2 separate regions of the Mus musculus genome follow, and region 2 is linked to region 1. The links are chromatin contacts, called in public HiChIP or PLAC-seq maps. All regions are on one chromosome and are shown on one strand. The core of a region is the stretch at or near the end of the contact, and the rest is flanking DNA. Distances in the headings are between cores, read along the strand shown. Region 1 overlaps Pla2g4a (phospholipase A2, group IVA (cytosolic, calcium-dependent)). Region 2 holds the start of Pdc (phosducin).

Region 1 (7,825 bases), core at 3,961-6,460:
AAATGTAGCAAATTTGCTTACAATAACTCTTAGCAAACAGGTCAGTATAGGAAACTGTCAAAAGTATTTGAGAACCATATAGCTACTACAAATATCTAAGAACTAGAAAGTCAAGATAGCAGAACCCTATACCCTATTCTGTTTTCTGGTGTCTATATTTAAAAACAAGTTTCCATTAAATTCTCCATGTGGATAAATGGAGAGACTACTATCATGTTGCTTTTGTATGGTGGTCTTTCCCAAGGAGGCTGCATATTGGATAGCTGATTCTGTATCTGAATAGGCTTTGTTTTTAGATAATACAAACTTCATACTTGTTTTTACTTTATCTACTGGCAAATTATCCCATTCTTAATAGCTATACTTGGAAATGGCCTTATGTATTGTCTAAGTGTCATAGTAAAAGAGGCATCCCATAAGCTATGTTTTTAGGGATTATAACATAGCTCATAAAATTACTGAACAGCTAACTGTTGTTCTAAATGAGGTTAATGACAAGGTTGACCTGGAACTCACCATGCAACCAGGCTGGCCTTGAACTTGGTACCCTCTTCTATCAGCCTCCTTGCTGCTGGAATGACAGGTGTATGTCACCACATCCTACTCCAAACTGACATTTTAATCATAACCCATCCTCATTTGTGGCTTTTTGCCTTAGGGTTCTGGTCAAACAAGAACAAGATAGTTGTCAGTCTCTTTTGGGCATGGCTGATGACCTTAGAAGCATTAAATGTTGATACTACTGAGCATTGTTTGTATCTAATGTCCCAGAACGAAACACATTCTGCATCAGTGTGATCAAGGTTGATAGAAATGCAGCTTAAAGTTCAAATTTTCACCTGGCTAAAGATCATCACCATACTCTCATTTCTAAAATAGGTAGTTGAATTAAATTGATATACTCTTATTTTGAAGTCATAGTCAGTTATCTTACATGTCACATGGAACAGGCAGCATGAATGCATAGGTTGGGAGCTGAGTTTTGGTGGGTATGACATTTATTCCATGACTCTTCTCACAGAAGTTGTACCTGTTAGAACTGGCTACACTGGTGGCAGGATTTCAGTAAGTTCTCCCTATGTCAACAGAACCATGATGGTGAACTAATTGTGGAACCAAACACATAGCTGAGCAAAACTATTTGAGTTCCTGTACTGAGTTCTTACTTCTTAATTTTAAAAAGTGCCAGTGAATACATAAGTCATGGGACAGCAGAGATCAGTTCTAGAGTTTAGATGCAGGTAAAGCCAAGCTTAATTCTCTGTGAAGAGATGAGACAACGGTTCTACTGGGCTTTGTTCAAGGGGGTCTTTAAAAACTAATGTAGAGATTTTAATATGTAATTATTGTTGGTGTCTATGGAAGAGGATTTTGTGTTTATTTGTTATTGAGACAGGGCTATGTAGCCCTGGCTGACCTTGAACTCATTACAGAACTCCTCCTGCCTCAACCTTCCCAGTGCTGGAACTCCAGATATGTTATAGCATACAAACTCTTAAGGCTCTTCTTGGCCTCTTTATTGGACACTGAGAACTTTCCCCTGAGGATTTTACCCCGAAAATATCAGGGCTTCTAAAGATACTTATAGAATCATAGGTAGGCCTTCCTTTTCATTGCTCAGGAGACAGCAGAGCTTAATGAGGACTTTTAAACAGAACAAAACAATTTAAGAGAGATATGTACATGTTTACAGGGTCATAGTATTCACATGATTACCAGAAAATTTTATTGAAAATTGAGAAGTTTCATCAAGGAGATGAAGATCAAGCATGTGAGTGATGTAGGCATGGACGATCCATTGAGCACTTTCAGCAGGCAGGATGCTTCTGTTGGTCTTCAGTCTTCCTTACGTGTACAGCTTCAATATTGAATAGTGGAGTAAAAGTCCAAGTGTTTTTAGTTTTTACTGCTTGTACTTATTAAAACAAATACCATAAGCCCCTTACCACCTTTATTTTGCTTTCTAATTCCTATGAAGACTGCCCAATTCCATGACTCACAGCATTTTCACCTAGAAGACTAACAGAAACAAACACAGAGATTTGAATCCTGCATCACAATTCCATTCTTTGACCCTGAAATTCATTAGACTGGAACCATGATTAATCCAGTTTACTAGTAGCAAAAATGCATTGTTTCTTTTTATTACTCCAAGGACCTCAGTGCCTACTCAAACTCAAATGGTCACCTTTTTGTCAGGTCCTGTATACACATGAATATTCCCAAGCACCTAAGCGCTGCATCCCCTACCCCAAGGGATTCCTAGTGCTTAATGCTCCTTCCTCTTAGTTGGTGACTATATTATATTTGCCTGGTATTTCCTCTGCTTTTAACCACTGCAGCATTATAAACATTGTTTTATTTACCTCTGCAAGTAGCTTTGGTTGAGACAAGGCAAATCTTGTTAAGAATGTGTTGTCTGTGTAAAATTTAAATAAATATCATCATTTGTACAAATTGCCAGAGAATATGAGGTGCAAAATCAAGTTTACTATCAGAACATAAATGTGTTTTTGAAGATTTGTACGTATGTATATATGTATTCTTGTGTGCCTGCATGTGTGTTTGTGCTTGTGCCCTTGTGGAGGTTAGAAGAAGGTGTCAGATGTCCTCCTCTATTTATTCCACTTCTTCCTTTGCAGCAGAGGGTCTTTTAGAACTAAGAGATTGCATTTTCTTGGCTAAGCCAAAAGCCAGAAAGCCCTATTAATTGTCCTGTCTCTGCCCCTCTTAAATGTGGACTTAGAGATGTATGCAGGGGACCTGACTCCCTGCATAGTTTTGATCTCAGCTTCAGGCATCAGGAATTCACAGCAAGTATTCTTGACAGCTGAGCCATTTCTTTAGTGCCATGGAAGAGCTTTTATGGACATTCATGGTATGCCTTGATTTTACTAGCTTCTGAGAAAAGAGATACTCTAAAGCTCCACTTCCATCTTCAAGGGAGATAGATGCTCACTTAGCAGGAATCAGCAACAATTCTGAATTGGCACTTAAACAATGCAGACCAAACACCTATGACGTTCCAGAAATAATGATCGAAATGCCTCTAAAATTAGTTTTAACTACATGTTCATTTACAAAGTGATTATTAAGCATACAATATTTGCAAATGCTCAGTGAGTCTTGAATCTACTGTGTTGTATATTTTGCATTCTAGCTATCAATCATTCTTAACACACCAATGAGTGCTCGTGTGACTTTTTATGCTCACACTCAGGGAAAGCAACACTCAATTAGCACATTTCTAATTCACTTTGGGTTTGACTTTGGGTCTGTTTTGGTCAGTTTAACACAAGTTGAGGTCATATGGGAACCACTGCACAGGTGATTCCAGGTCATGTTATAAAGCAAGCCATTGTGAGCAAGTCAGGAAGCAACATTCCTCTATGGCCTCTGCTTTAGTTCCCACCTTTAGATTCCTGCCCTGCCTTCCCTTTGTGATGGACTGAAATAAGTAGGAAATGAAATGAGACCTTTCTCCCCCAAGTTGCTTTTGGTCTTGGTCTTTGACCATAGCAAGAAAAAGCAAACTTAAGACCAAGCCCCAACTCATTAAAGGTAATGAGTGTGGGTGGTCTCCCCCTTTCCCTAAGAAACTACAAGAATTCTAGGTGTTTAGAATTTCCTATAGTGCAGAAGGAAAGCCTGCAGCAAGCATTGATGATGACATCACTGGCTTCCATCTTCAGGTCCATGGTTTTATGGATCCTGGCCTTCTGCTTTTGTCAGGAAATGAAATCCCTAAGGGAAGACTTCTTCTTAGTTTGTATAACAATAAAGAGCACTTGTGAACCTCCATAGGATAATGATGTTGAGCACAGACCCATGGCTACCACACAGTGGGTGAGAGCATAGCTTTCTTTTTTTTTCCAATTTTTTATTAGGTATTTTCTTCATTTACATTTCAAATGCTATTCCGAATGCCCTCCATACCCTCCACCCCCCACCCCCCGCTCCCCTACCCACCCACTCCCACTTCTTGGCCCTGGTGCTCCCTGTACTGGGGCATATAAAGTTTGCAAGACCAAGGGGCCTCTCTTCCCAATGATGGCCAAGTAGGCCATCTTCTGATACATATGCAGCTAGAGACACGAGCTCTGGGAGTACTGGTTAGTTCATATTGTTGTTCCACCTATAGCGTTGCAGATCTTTTTAGCTCCTTGGATACTTTCTCTAGCTCCTCCATTGGGGGCCCTGTGATCCATCCAATAGCTGACTGTGAGCATCCACTGCTATGTTTTCCAGGCATCGGCATAGCCTCACAAGAGACTGCTATACCAGGGTCCTTTCAGCAAAATCTGGCTGGAGTATGCAATGGTGTCCACATTTGGAGGCTGATTATGGGATGGATTCCCGGGTGCAGCAGTCTCTAGATGATCCATCCTTTCATCTCAGTTCCAAACTTTGTCTCTGTAACTCCTTCCATGGGTGTTTTGTTCCCAATTCTAAGAACGGGTGAAGTGTTCACACTTTGGTCTTTGTTCTTCTTGAGTTTCATGTGTTTTTCTAACCCTTTGGAAAGCAAGAAAGTTAAAACTCAGGTGAATTTCAGGAAAGATTGCCATCTTTTTTACAACTGGTTTTAAAATAGTGTGTGTGTGTGTGTGTGTGTGTGTGTGTAAAATACAAACGTATGCTCATGTGTGTTAATGTTTTGCATGCATACCACAGCCCGTATGTGTAGTCATAGAGCTCCACAAGTGTCAGTCAGTTATACTTTCCACCTTGTTTGATCAGCTCTTGTTCATAGCTTCAGATCCTGGCTACCTGACATACAAGCTTCCAGGAATTCTCCTTCTTTCTGTGAGGACATTGTGACACTTAGCGGCTTGCCTGACTTTATGTGTTCTGAGGATCCATAATTACATCACCACAACTGCACAAAATGCTTTTGTTTTCAACCTACTGAGCCATCTCCCCACTCACCTTTTCCAGTCTTGTTTTTAAAGCATCAACCTAAATTCCTCCTTTAAGTCCACCTAGTTAAAGCCTCTTCAAAAGACCACAAAGTCCTAGTGATTCCCCTACACAAGCGCCCTGTTTCTAGACAACCTACACGCCCTCCCTCTGACTTTGTTTACCTTGTCTTGGAAATGTGAACATTTCAGTTAGCATTGAGTTACTTATCTGTGTGCTCGATACACTGCCTGTTGTTGTGGAACCATTTCCTGTATCCACATAAAAAATGTAAATACTCTCAAACATCTCAACTAAGAGCTTAAGGAGTACTGGGGAAATAAATCAAATTCATGAGCCTCTTTTTGCTGCCTCAGTGAGGAGAGGATTGGAAAAATAGCTTTATGTTACTCCTCCTGTCCAGATTATAAATGTCTGTGTTATTTCTGTCCACATTTTATTAGACGTTTTCTGAAGCACACAGTATAGAGATTTTTATTAGTAATTATGTACTTTAATTACAGAATTTCAAATCTTATTCTTTGGAACTGACTAACCTTGCTCTTTCCTATCTGCTGCCCTGATGTGTGTATTTGGTAATTTCTTTCTCTGGGGTCAGCCTTTAGGTTATGACTGAATATGAGTTTTTTAAGAGTTTACTAATATGTTTGGAATGTTTTTGAGTCCACCCAAAAGTTTAAAGGGCTCTAAATCTAATGAAATTATTCCCCAGCGGTCATTTCAGAGGAGATAATTTCAAGATGAGTCAAGTGTCTCCTAACATGTTTATCTCACATGTCTTCGCTCTATGTGACAACGAAGAGAACGTGTTAGGCATGGAGAAGTACCAGGTGCTAAAGTGCTAAAGTGGAATGTTTTCCTCTTCTGCTTAGAATGACACATTCTATGTGAATTTTCAAGTAACTTTAGGAGTCCATTTAGGCATTTTCCTCTGCACTTAAATTTGAAGAGTTTTGTGTGTGTGTGTGTGTGTGTGTGTGTGTGTGTGTGTGTGTGTATTAATTTAAGTCTTAGGGGTTCAGTTAACAATACCATTGTCTATTTCAATAACCTTGGCTAGGTGGGATTTCACCCAGTTTAGAGAATTTCACCCTTTATTCAATAGAGTACGAAGAAGAGGGTTACAGCAGTATAGGTGTATATAGGTGGCATCGAAGAGAAAGTTCATTTTCTGTCCCAGTAGGGATCCCTGCACCCAGCCCATGTGCTGCTTTGAAGGCTCAGCCATCATTACTCATTTTGGCCCTCATCACTCCTGTCTCATACGGGAGCATCCTTGTGTTCCTGCTTTTACTTTTATCTATACTTTGAAAGGCCCATGTTCAGTCAAGTGAGAACAAAAGCTTATTTTCCAAATCTCTCTTACAGTTGAGTTATGTTCTCAGTCTTCTTTGCATGGACTAAAAGCATTCTATTTTTTGCTGAAAAAGTTTTAAAAGGCTGTGATTAAAATGTAAAGGAATTAAATTTTTTAAAAAATGAGATTAACCTTTCTTAAGTTCCCAAAATACTTTCTTAAAATATCTGTGTTGAATAAAATAGCCCCATGACTCTAAAGTTTTAAACATTTGTATAAACATGTCTAGCATATTATTTTTAATGTTTTAAAGTTTTTTCCTGAAAATAAAAAACTGTTATGTTTTTAGAGTTGTGTAGAACTGGAATGGCTAATTAAATATTACAAAGATATAGTTGGAATATCACCTAGTATCACATCTCCATCCTTAGAAGTTATTTTTTGTTTTTACAGCTCCTTGGATATATCAAAATACTTCAAGTTTTGCTGTTGTTGTTGTTGATTTTTTTTTCTTTTGGCCAAGGTTGATCTTGAACTCTATGCTCTGGGGATGAACTTAAACATCGTATATCTTATCATTCCGTCTCTGCCTCTCAAGTGTTGGGATCACAGGCATGCACTGTCATGTCTGGCTTCAGTGACACACTTGGATACATTTTCAGATAAAATTCAAACATAAACTGTAATAGCAACATGGGAATTTTGACTTTGGAAAAGAAATATTAAGGAAACATAAACAAGGGTTCTTGTAGCAATTTTCTTTCACTAAGGTCCTTACTGATAAATGCTGAGTGTCCCTGTGTAGTCAGGGCTTGCCAAGTCCCTCGAAAAATTAAGAGAAGCATCCTATTTGTGGCAAGGAACTACACTGAATGTGGCTTTCCCACCAAAGAGGAAGCTGTGCAGAGGCCAGAGCCAGCACTCTGTGTATTGCTAGGCTCACGTGGCCACTGTTTGTCAACTGTGTGACCTGGGGGAAGCTGCTCAGCCATTTCATGTCTATTCACCATTGACTGTTACCTGAAGTGACAGTTACATCTTCTTCTCGGGTTCCTTCACAGCATAACTATTTGTTAAATAACCAGAGGGGCTGAGCGAAGTTCTCAAGACTTATACTTCATGTCTTTCTGTGACTCTGTGAAACGTGGTGGAATATTGTTGTTGTTTTGGAGACATGGTCTCATGTAGCCCAGATTGGCCTTGAACTCACTACATAGGCTAGGATGACCTTGAATTTCGGATCCTCCTGCCTTCCCCGAGTGTTGAGATTGCAGGCATGTCTGGTTTGGGGAGTACTGAGATTTAAGTGGGGATTGAGCTCAGGGCTTTGTGCATATTGGGTAAACTAAGGTCCTTAAGTGTGTGCAGCAAGGACTTAACCAACTAAGCTGTCTCCCAAGACCTAAGAGTTACAACAAAAGCATTTTTGTTCCCTTCTAAATGGTACCACAGAGACTTAAATAAAATGGTCATACAAAAGCAACAAAAGTCGAATTTTGTTGGAGATCTGCAGATAGCATGTATTTTTTTCCACTTCAGTATTTTCCACCATTCACTGGTGTTACCTTTCAGTATTTTTAGCCCTAAGGATTACAGCTCTTAGCCTTT
Region 2 (7,825 bases), core at 2,424-4,923, 410 kb before region 1:
CTATGATTTGAAAAGTACAGTGTACTTCGTACTGAAAACAGTTACTAAGTTGTAAACAGTTGTCCTAAGAAACATTGCTGATCAATATTTAACATCTTTCAGTGCTAAAGAGTGAGTTTTGATGAAATGATTGCCCACCAAAGAAAGAAAAGGAGATAGTAAATATATTTTTTTCCTCCCACTACACTCTCTTATAATTTTGAGAAGTTAAAATGTTGCAGAAACCTCATGGCTAATTACTTCTTTATGCTTAGTTCACAGTAAAATTAATCTACTTACTTATTTATCGTTAATCAACTGGAAATTTTGGTTTATATACACTAGTATGTTCCCTAAGGGGTCCGTCTATAGAGTTGTGATTTCTCTGAAACTCCACTGGGGAAGCTCTGTGACATTGGCTATACCAAGTGTCTTTACATTTTCTCTTTTCTCCTTGTAACATCAGTTTTGAACACTGACATTTTCCAGTCTGGACAATAATTCCTTCTTAGCTTTTGTTGATTTATGCTTCAGTATCAGAGTTGGTTTCTTTAGTGCTTGTCTTGACTCCTTTTGTGTCTTAACTTGTGACAATTTTTGGGTTGATCCTAGAATTCTGCTTCCTTTATTACAGTCCCTAACAGAATCAGCTGAGAGCAAAATTCTTTGCTGACTTGGTTTCCCATTTGAACAAGAAAAAGCTTTTAAGTAAGCTATTAAGATTCTATAATGGTTATATAATCATAAGTATAATTAAGAATGGTGAATTTGTAATAATATACAGAGAACGGCTGGTGTTCATACTCCATGAGGAGTACAATTTCTGTTCATTTGCAATTAGAAATATTAGATTTATTTAGCTATTTAAAAAAGATAGTGAATTTGTATATTTTTATTAAAAAACAGAAAAAGAAAAAATGAAAGGGAAATATGTAAATACTGTTGGTTTAAGAAAAGAAATATAATGACTACAATTATATAAAACCATTTTTATTTCTAAAGAAACATGACCTGTTTTTTCTTCAAAGTAAAAGCAAAGAATAAAGAACTTGAAACATAGTTTATTATTTCAATTGCCTCTTAAGTTCTAGTAAAAACCAAAACAAAACAGTAACTTAATTAGCCTTTTCTTATGCAAGAGTAGATTATTAATTTGGCTATCTATAATTCTAAATAAATATGTATAAAACTAAGAACATTTAAATAATTCTACTTCAAGTATTGAAGACACAGAACTATAGCTTCCTTCTTGATTTATTATTTTTAATAGCTTAATTGTCAATCTTAGGTTATTCATTTTTAGGTCTAATTATTGAATTAGTGTATACTTATGTTAGACTGTGTTGGATAGTTCTCTGGGATGTGAATTTTGTTTAAAAAGAAAAATATTTTGGTAGAGTTTTCACTAATGCTAACACATAAGCCAATTGGACTGCCTTTCTTTGAGTTAGAGTATAAAAATTAACAAAGTTTTCTATGGTTTACTGCCAGAAAAAGTGTAAACAATTAGAAGAAAAATATTGAAACATGGAAACGTTTGTTTTTAGTATTCATGGTCTCTGTAGAAGACAGCATAAAATGAATATCACTCACTATTGATAGGTTCATTTTTATTCATAGTAATTCCCCCTCTACCACCTCCTCTAGGACTTGCTGGTATCCCAAATAATCTAATGTAGTAAATTTACATTGGCATCATACAAGCAGTTACATTGATATTCAAAAATAATGTATCCTGATACACAGAAAATAAATATTTTCTAAACAAGGCCTGAACAATGACAATGCCAGTTACCATATTGATTGTAAAAGGGGGAATATTGTAAGACCCCCTCACCCCTAGATAAAGAGCTACAGGCAATTAATGACTGCTAAGATAGGGAAAAATTGGTTTTCTACAGGGACAAGCCCTCTGATATATATATTAAACTGATTTAGTAGGATCTATCTATCTATCTATCTATCTATCTATCTATCTATCTATCTATCTATCTATCACAATTAAAGAATAAGAGCCCATCAAGCTGAGAGAGAATGGAGAGACACATAGGATGAACCGGAGAGGGGAGAGTGTGGGGTTAAAATGATGTAAATTATGTAAATGCAATAATTTTGTATGAATAATAAAAATGTGTTTAAAAGAAAATAAATGTGTCTGTTGTATAAACTAAAATTTATCTTAAGTATTGTTAGTTAAAAAAAATCAGCATTTGAGTCAAGCAGTGGTAGTGTATGCCTTTAGTCCTAGCACTCAGGGTGCAGAGGCAAGCAGATCTCTGAGTTCTAAGCCAGCCTGGTCTATAGAGTGAATTCCTGGACAGCCAGGGCTACACAGAGAAACCCTGTTTTGAAAACAATAGCTGGGCTGTGGTCGTGCACGCCTTTAATCTCAGCACTTGGGAGGCAGAAGCAGGTGGATTTCTGAGTTTGAGGCCAGCCTGGTCTACAGAGTGAGTTCCAGGACAGTCAGAACTATACAGAGAAATCCTGTCTCGAACTGCCCACCCTTAAAACAAAAAAAGAAAGGAAGGAAGGAAGGAAGGAAGGAAGGAAGAAAGGAAGGAAGGAAGGAAGAAAGAAAGAAAGAAATAAAATAAAATAAAATCAACATTTGGCTTGAAATTGTATGAGTAATGGATTTTTAATTAACAATGATATTATTATAAGCCTTTGATGCCAATGAGAATGTTTTTATGTGACTGGAAATTGATGTTAAAGTGGAGCAAGAAGACAGAATACAAATGCTAACTTCATCAACATTTACTGTCTGAAAGAGTTATTGAGTTTTGCATCTTAGCGAGATGTAAAAATCTGTGACCCTGCTTCTTGTTAATGTTGGTCTGTTAGAATACTGTTTGTTTGCTTGCCTGCTTGCTTCCTTGTTGGTTGGTTTTGAGACAGGATCTTATGCATCCCAGGTTAGCCTGGAACTTGATCTGTATCTGAGGATTAGCTTGAACTTTTGATTTCCCTGTCTTTCTCTTCCCCTGTGTGCTGTGTAGAAGCAGGTGTATAAATTGAGACCAGGGCTTTCTGTATAGTAGGCAAGTGCTCTACTGACTGAACTAAAGCTCCTATTATACTTACTTAATTAATAAAAAAATTTAAATGTATTTACTAACTGTGATAGAATTAAAGAACTACTTCTGTCTGTCCATCTCTTTCTTTGTTTATGTACAAGTTTGTGGTGTGTGTGTCTGTGTGTGCCACACCCACTACAGTAAATACTGCGTGGCAGGCCCAAAAGCTTGGATGAAGTCCCGAAGCAAAAAGTTTCACGGAAACTTAGTCTTCTAAAGCCTTGGCATCCCATATCAGGAATGCACCAAACTTGTCATTGTGTTAGTCGGTGAATGGATCTGTCTGCTTTCCTTCAATATTGTTTTATTATAAGTGCCTCTAAGGAATGATTTTTGACATATAGCTAAGTTAGATCAGCCTCCACCAGTGTTCCAATATACTAGGAAATCGTTGAGCCAAACTTGGGCTTTGATTTTTGTAAGAATGTTACTCATTCAGATGAAAAGCCTCCAGTGTTGACAGAGAGACAGTGAAAGAAATCAGGCATTACAATTTACTGGAATAGAGCTAGAAATCTCAGGGCTAGTCTACAAAGTATACTTAGAACAGCTGAGTCACTCCCATACACAGGAATTTACAATGGCCTAGGAAGAAGGAAGGTTTTGGCCTAAGAAGGAACTAGAGTAAACACTTAGAACAACCGCTGACTCACTCCCATACACAGGAATTTACAATGGCCTAAGTGGAAGGTGGATTATACCATAGACTAGAATTGGAACTATGGCAAGGGCATGAAGCCCTTGCCCTGGCTTCTAAGAATAAACTGACCTTAGGTGGGGCTGTTTTTGACCCCAGTTGTTAACATTGATTTTTATCCCAGTTGGTTCCTGTTAGCTTTTATGTATGCATTCCTCTGTATTGTTGTAAAAGTCATTTTGCATCAGGTACCCTCCATGTACCTTGGATGACCTTAATGTATCACTTAACTTCCTTGTCTCCTTCTATAATATAAGTCTGATGCTCAGCTTTGAAAAATTACATTCAGATCAACACTCTCTTGTGTTCTCTCCTGTTTGTCTGTCACTTTTCGCAGACTCCTTGCTCACCTGAATACCGGAACCCTGATTCTCTTGCGGGTTGAGGGGCCGACTGAGTCCAGTCTGAGGCATGTGTGTGTGTGTGTGTGTGTGTGTGTGTGTGTGTGTGAATCAAAGGGAGTGCACTCACTTGTGTAGGGTACATATGTGGAGGCACAAGCTGACATCAGAATGCTTTTCTTTTGTTCCAGTTGCTTAAGAAGCCCTATGATTGATTGGCCTGCTCTGCCTGCTCTCCCTCGCTGCTGGCATTATAGATGCCCACCACCACTGGTTAAGTGTGTGCCAGGGATCCAAACTCACACCTCTATGTTTGTGCAGCAAGCATTTTACCCATGGGTTCATCTCTCCAGTCTTCGAGGAACAGTTATTCAGTAAGGTGGCTGAAACTAGCAAAAGCGTGAGATGGATAAAACCCATAACTTCCTGTTTTCTCTTTACTATCACAAGAAAGCTGGATTTCATGCCATGTTCTGTGTTCCATGAGAGTCACACTGCATCCAGTCACCTTTGTCACAGTTCCTCTTCTCCCCTTTTCCCATTGTTAGTCATATATCTCCTACGTGTCTGCTTCTCTGTTCCAAGGTGACTGTGAGCTAATCTGATCAACTAAGCCAGGCTAATGTTCTCACCAGTAGTAATTCGTTCATTGAGATAGATAACTCCTGCCACAAATATCTCCTCCAGTGTCATACTGGGCTCCTATAGAAAGCATTTTGTATTTCTTAACAAAACAAGCTACTGGTTGATTTCACTTGAAATAGGCTTGACAACACTCCATCAAGATTGTATAAGGACTACTGGATCTGTGTAACTCTTCTTTCAAATCAGAAAGATGGAGGGGATTATTTGCCCAAAGCCATATTCTCTTCTGTTTACCAGTCCAGCCCACGGTTAGGATTTTAGACTTGAAAGAGGAGATGGGGTAGCACAAAATGTACCCTTAGGTCAGTTTCATTATACAGGATCACATTGTGCCTCATCTCTGTGAGCCTCTAAAATCACCCTCTAATTTATTGGTATGTATCTGCTCCTCAAAAGAAGAACTTGACTTCCTGTGGACCATGCATTTAAATACTTTGAATTGGAGCATACATAGTGCTACACTCTTGATTACTTAGATTTAAGTCTAGCTCTGCCAAACTTTAGCTAGACCACCTTGGGCAAATCATTAAAACTCTATTTGCTTTAGGTTTCATTCCTAAAACTGAGAGTAACAATTGTAACTACTTCAAAAAGTGTATGGAGAATAAATGCAAGGAATTATGTAAAGTGTATATAGTATTTAGTATTGGTCACTTAATATGTTTGGGGTAAAAAATAATTTGTTAATTACTGAATAATAAAAAATTGAAGCCTAAGTAAATTTAATAATTTATATAGTAAACCAAATCTAAATTTTATTTAAGAGCCAATGCCTATATGTTCTGCTTATACATAATTATCTTTCCCGTCAAAGATCATGTATCATATATTTTACCCCTCAACTATTTTATATGTTCCTATTTCATTACTGACTGGGTACTTTATAAAAGTACTTTGATTTATATTTCATAAGCAATATTCGCTGCAAGGCATTTGAGAACATATAAAATAAAACATTAATCTTGAACTGAGGAATGGAGCATAATAAAATGTACATGAAATGGCAAAGAGGAAATAGGAATGCTGGTTTGGGTGGGGTGTGGCATAATTATTCTCTAATGATTTTGATAATTGTCAAGTGATTGGTCTTCATTTCTGTGCTTCTGCCACATACAACTGCCATTTAAACTCCTCCCTGCATTTCAGTTCACAAAGGAAATAGGGCTTTGCTTAGAGAGTAAAGACGCCCAGTATTTCTGTTGCCGTCATTAGTTATCCTGCTTGTTAATTTGGTGGTGCAGAGCTTTTACATTTCATTGTTATCATAATGAGAGTTTTCTTTAAAGACAAATTACTGTAAGCATGAGTGGAATATAAGGCAGTCTTTAAAACAGTGGCAGTGAGTAAGAACATTGAGCTGAGCAAGCGGCAGGAAGTCAACAGTTGCTGTTGTGCTCTTCTTTACATATAAAGTACGGCCTTAGCTAATGTACTTCTGTCCTCCCCCTGAATCTAGACACTGTTTGTGACAACGGATGCAAGACTTGTGATGGAAACATCAACATCAGAAGCTGTGGAGCAGATGTTCTTAGCCTCTTCCCTACTCTATAAATAGAACACACGAGCCTGGGCAGGAGGAAGGAGTAGGATGACTTTTGAAGAACTTGGACACCAGGAACACATGGAAAGCAGCAGTTTTATATTCATCAGCCTGTATTATCAGCACAAAACTTTAATAAACATGAGCTTTCAGAAGTAAAATGAAATTCCTGTGCTTAATGAAAAGATATCAACACCAGCATTGCTTTTACAATCTTTAGACATTATCTTGTTCTGGAGAGGATAGAAGTATCACAGCCATCCAAGAAATTTATGGGAGCTATCTTTCTTAGTTATATATAATTTTTGTAAACTCATTTACTTCCAGCACATATTGTTTAATTCTGTCATGAATATTATAAATTATTCTCCAGATATTTTGATAATAATAATATAACATAAAATCTAGTCACTAAACAAAATATTTTGTCAAAAATTGACAATTCTCAATTTGATGAATTAGATGATCTATGGAGCAAATTACAATAATGTGATTTCATGTATCATATATAATGGATATATATGCATAAATGAAACTAGTTAAAAATGAACACTGTAGTGAAAAGCTGTTTGAAGTTAAAAATAACTTTGTTTCAAAGCAATGGGAAAAACATACTATACACATGTTCATTACCCAAATAGTAAAATTTATTGGTAATGATAATGTTCATTGGGGCAAAGTAGAAGGAAAATGAAATCAATCAAAAGAAAAATTTCACATAACTTAGCAAATCTCATCAAGGTCTCAATATTTAAGAAGCATCATTTTGATTTCTTCAAAGTTTTAGACATTTGAAGGAGATATTTTTATCTCCACTTTAAAGTTTAAAAAAAAAAAAGAAACAACAGCCTGAAATGAGTTCTGTTATCCAAAAGCCTTGAAGCACATTTTTGACTGTTTTATCCCGCAGTCCACAAAGCCTTAGTATTAAGTGAAAATGCTTTAGAACAGAGGACTTGCTGCTTTCTATGTGCTGAGAGCCAAATTCTCAAACACAGAGTGAAAAGCGTTGTCTTCTCTTTCCTTCAGTTCTTCTTGCACTCACAGGAGAACTGGAGAATTTAAACTTTCAGAATTAATTCCCCATATGAGGACTTATATTAAACATGCAGAATACCAGACTCACACTTGTGTGTTTAATCTGAATTTTGTTTGACAGAGATGACAACATAAATAGCTTTAGGAGGGAAACATAAACAGTATGTAATTGCCTTTATAGCACGTTTGATGTCAGTTGGAAAGATTTTAAAAGAACACAATAACATATAAACACTGAAATTATAATCATTTCCTACAAGACAAATTTCTTTAAAAAATATATTATCAAAAACCTTACTTGTAGACTCACAGTTTGGGTCTCTGTTCCTGGTGTTCTAGAATATGTCCAGGGAGTGAGAATCGCTGTCCACTGAACTCCTTTGAACTTGGACCAGTGTTAAGCTCAGATTTAAGATCCCTGGATATTGATGACCCTTGCAGAAATAGCTCTGAACATGTAATAGGATTTCCATAAGAGAATTAACAAGGCATATTTGTTAATAGC

Evidence for each region. HiChIP or PLAC-seq counts read pairs in DNA pulled down with a chosen protein or histone mark.
Region 2: a contact with region 1 is called in a FOXA1 HiChIP or PLAC-seq map of pancreatic cancer cells. The contact joins two enhancer-like sites. A contact is called at or near these places in 6 of 39 promoter capture datasets (the C10 cell line, cranial neural crest, embryonic stem cells and 2 more) and 3 of 115 datasets of contacts at active chromatin or transcription factors (embryonic stem cells and pancreatic cancer cells).

The regions. Positions count from the first base shown.
Region 1 is chr1:149,910,561-149,918,385 of GRCm38.p6, reverse strand. The region is part of intron 3 of Pla2g4a (phospholipase A2, group IVA (cytosolic, calcium-dependent)); the gene reads left to right. Among named protein-coding and RNA genes, the nearest start is that of Pla2g4a, 47 kb to the left of the region's middle. Within about 2 kb of position 5,210, at least 18 of the 459 cell types and tissues checked have an H3K27ac peak or open chromatin away from gene starts, as enhancers often do. A contact at or near this core is called in pancreatic cancer cells, where this site is marked.
Region 2 is chr1:150,319,294-150,327,118 of GRCm38.p6, reverse strand. Pdc (phosducin) reads right to left here and starts at 7,702. Exons shown (of 4, transcript NM_001159730.1): 1 at 7,619-7,702. It overlaps 2310030A07Rik (RIKEN cDNA 2310030A07 gene), which reads left to right. Exons shown (of 4, transcript NR_040603.1): 3 at 4,289-4,476; 4 at 6,199-6,438. Within about 2 kb of position 3,673, at least 15 of the 459 cell types and tissues checked have an H3K27ac peak or open chromatin away from gene starts, as enhancers often do. A contact at or near this core is called in pancreatic cancer cells, where this site is marked.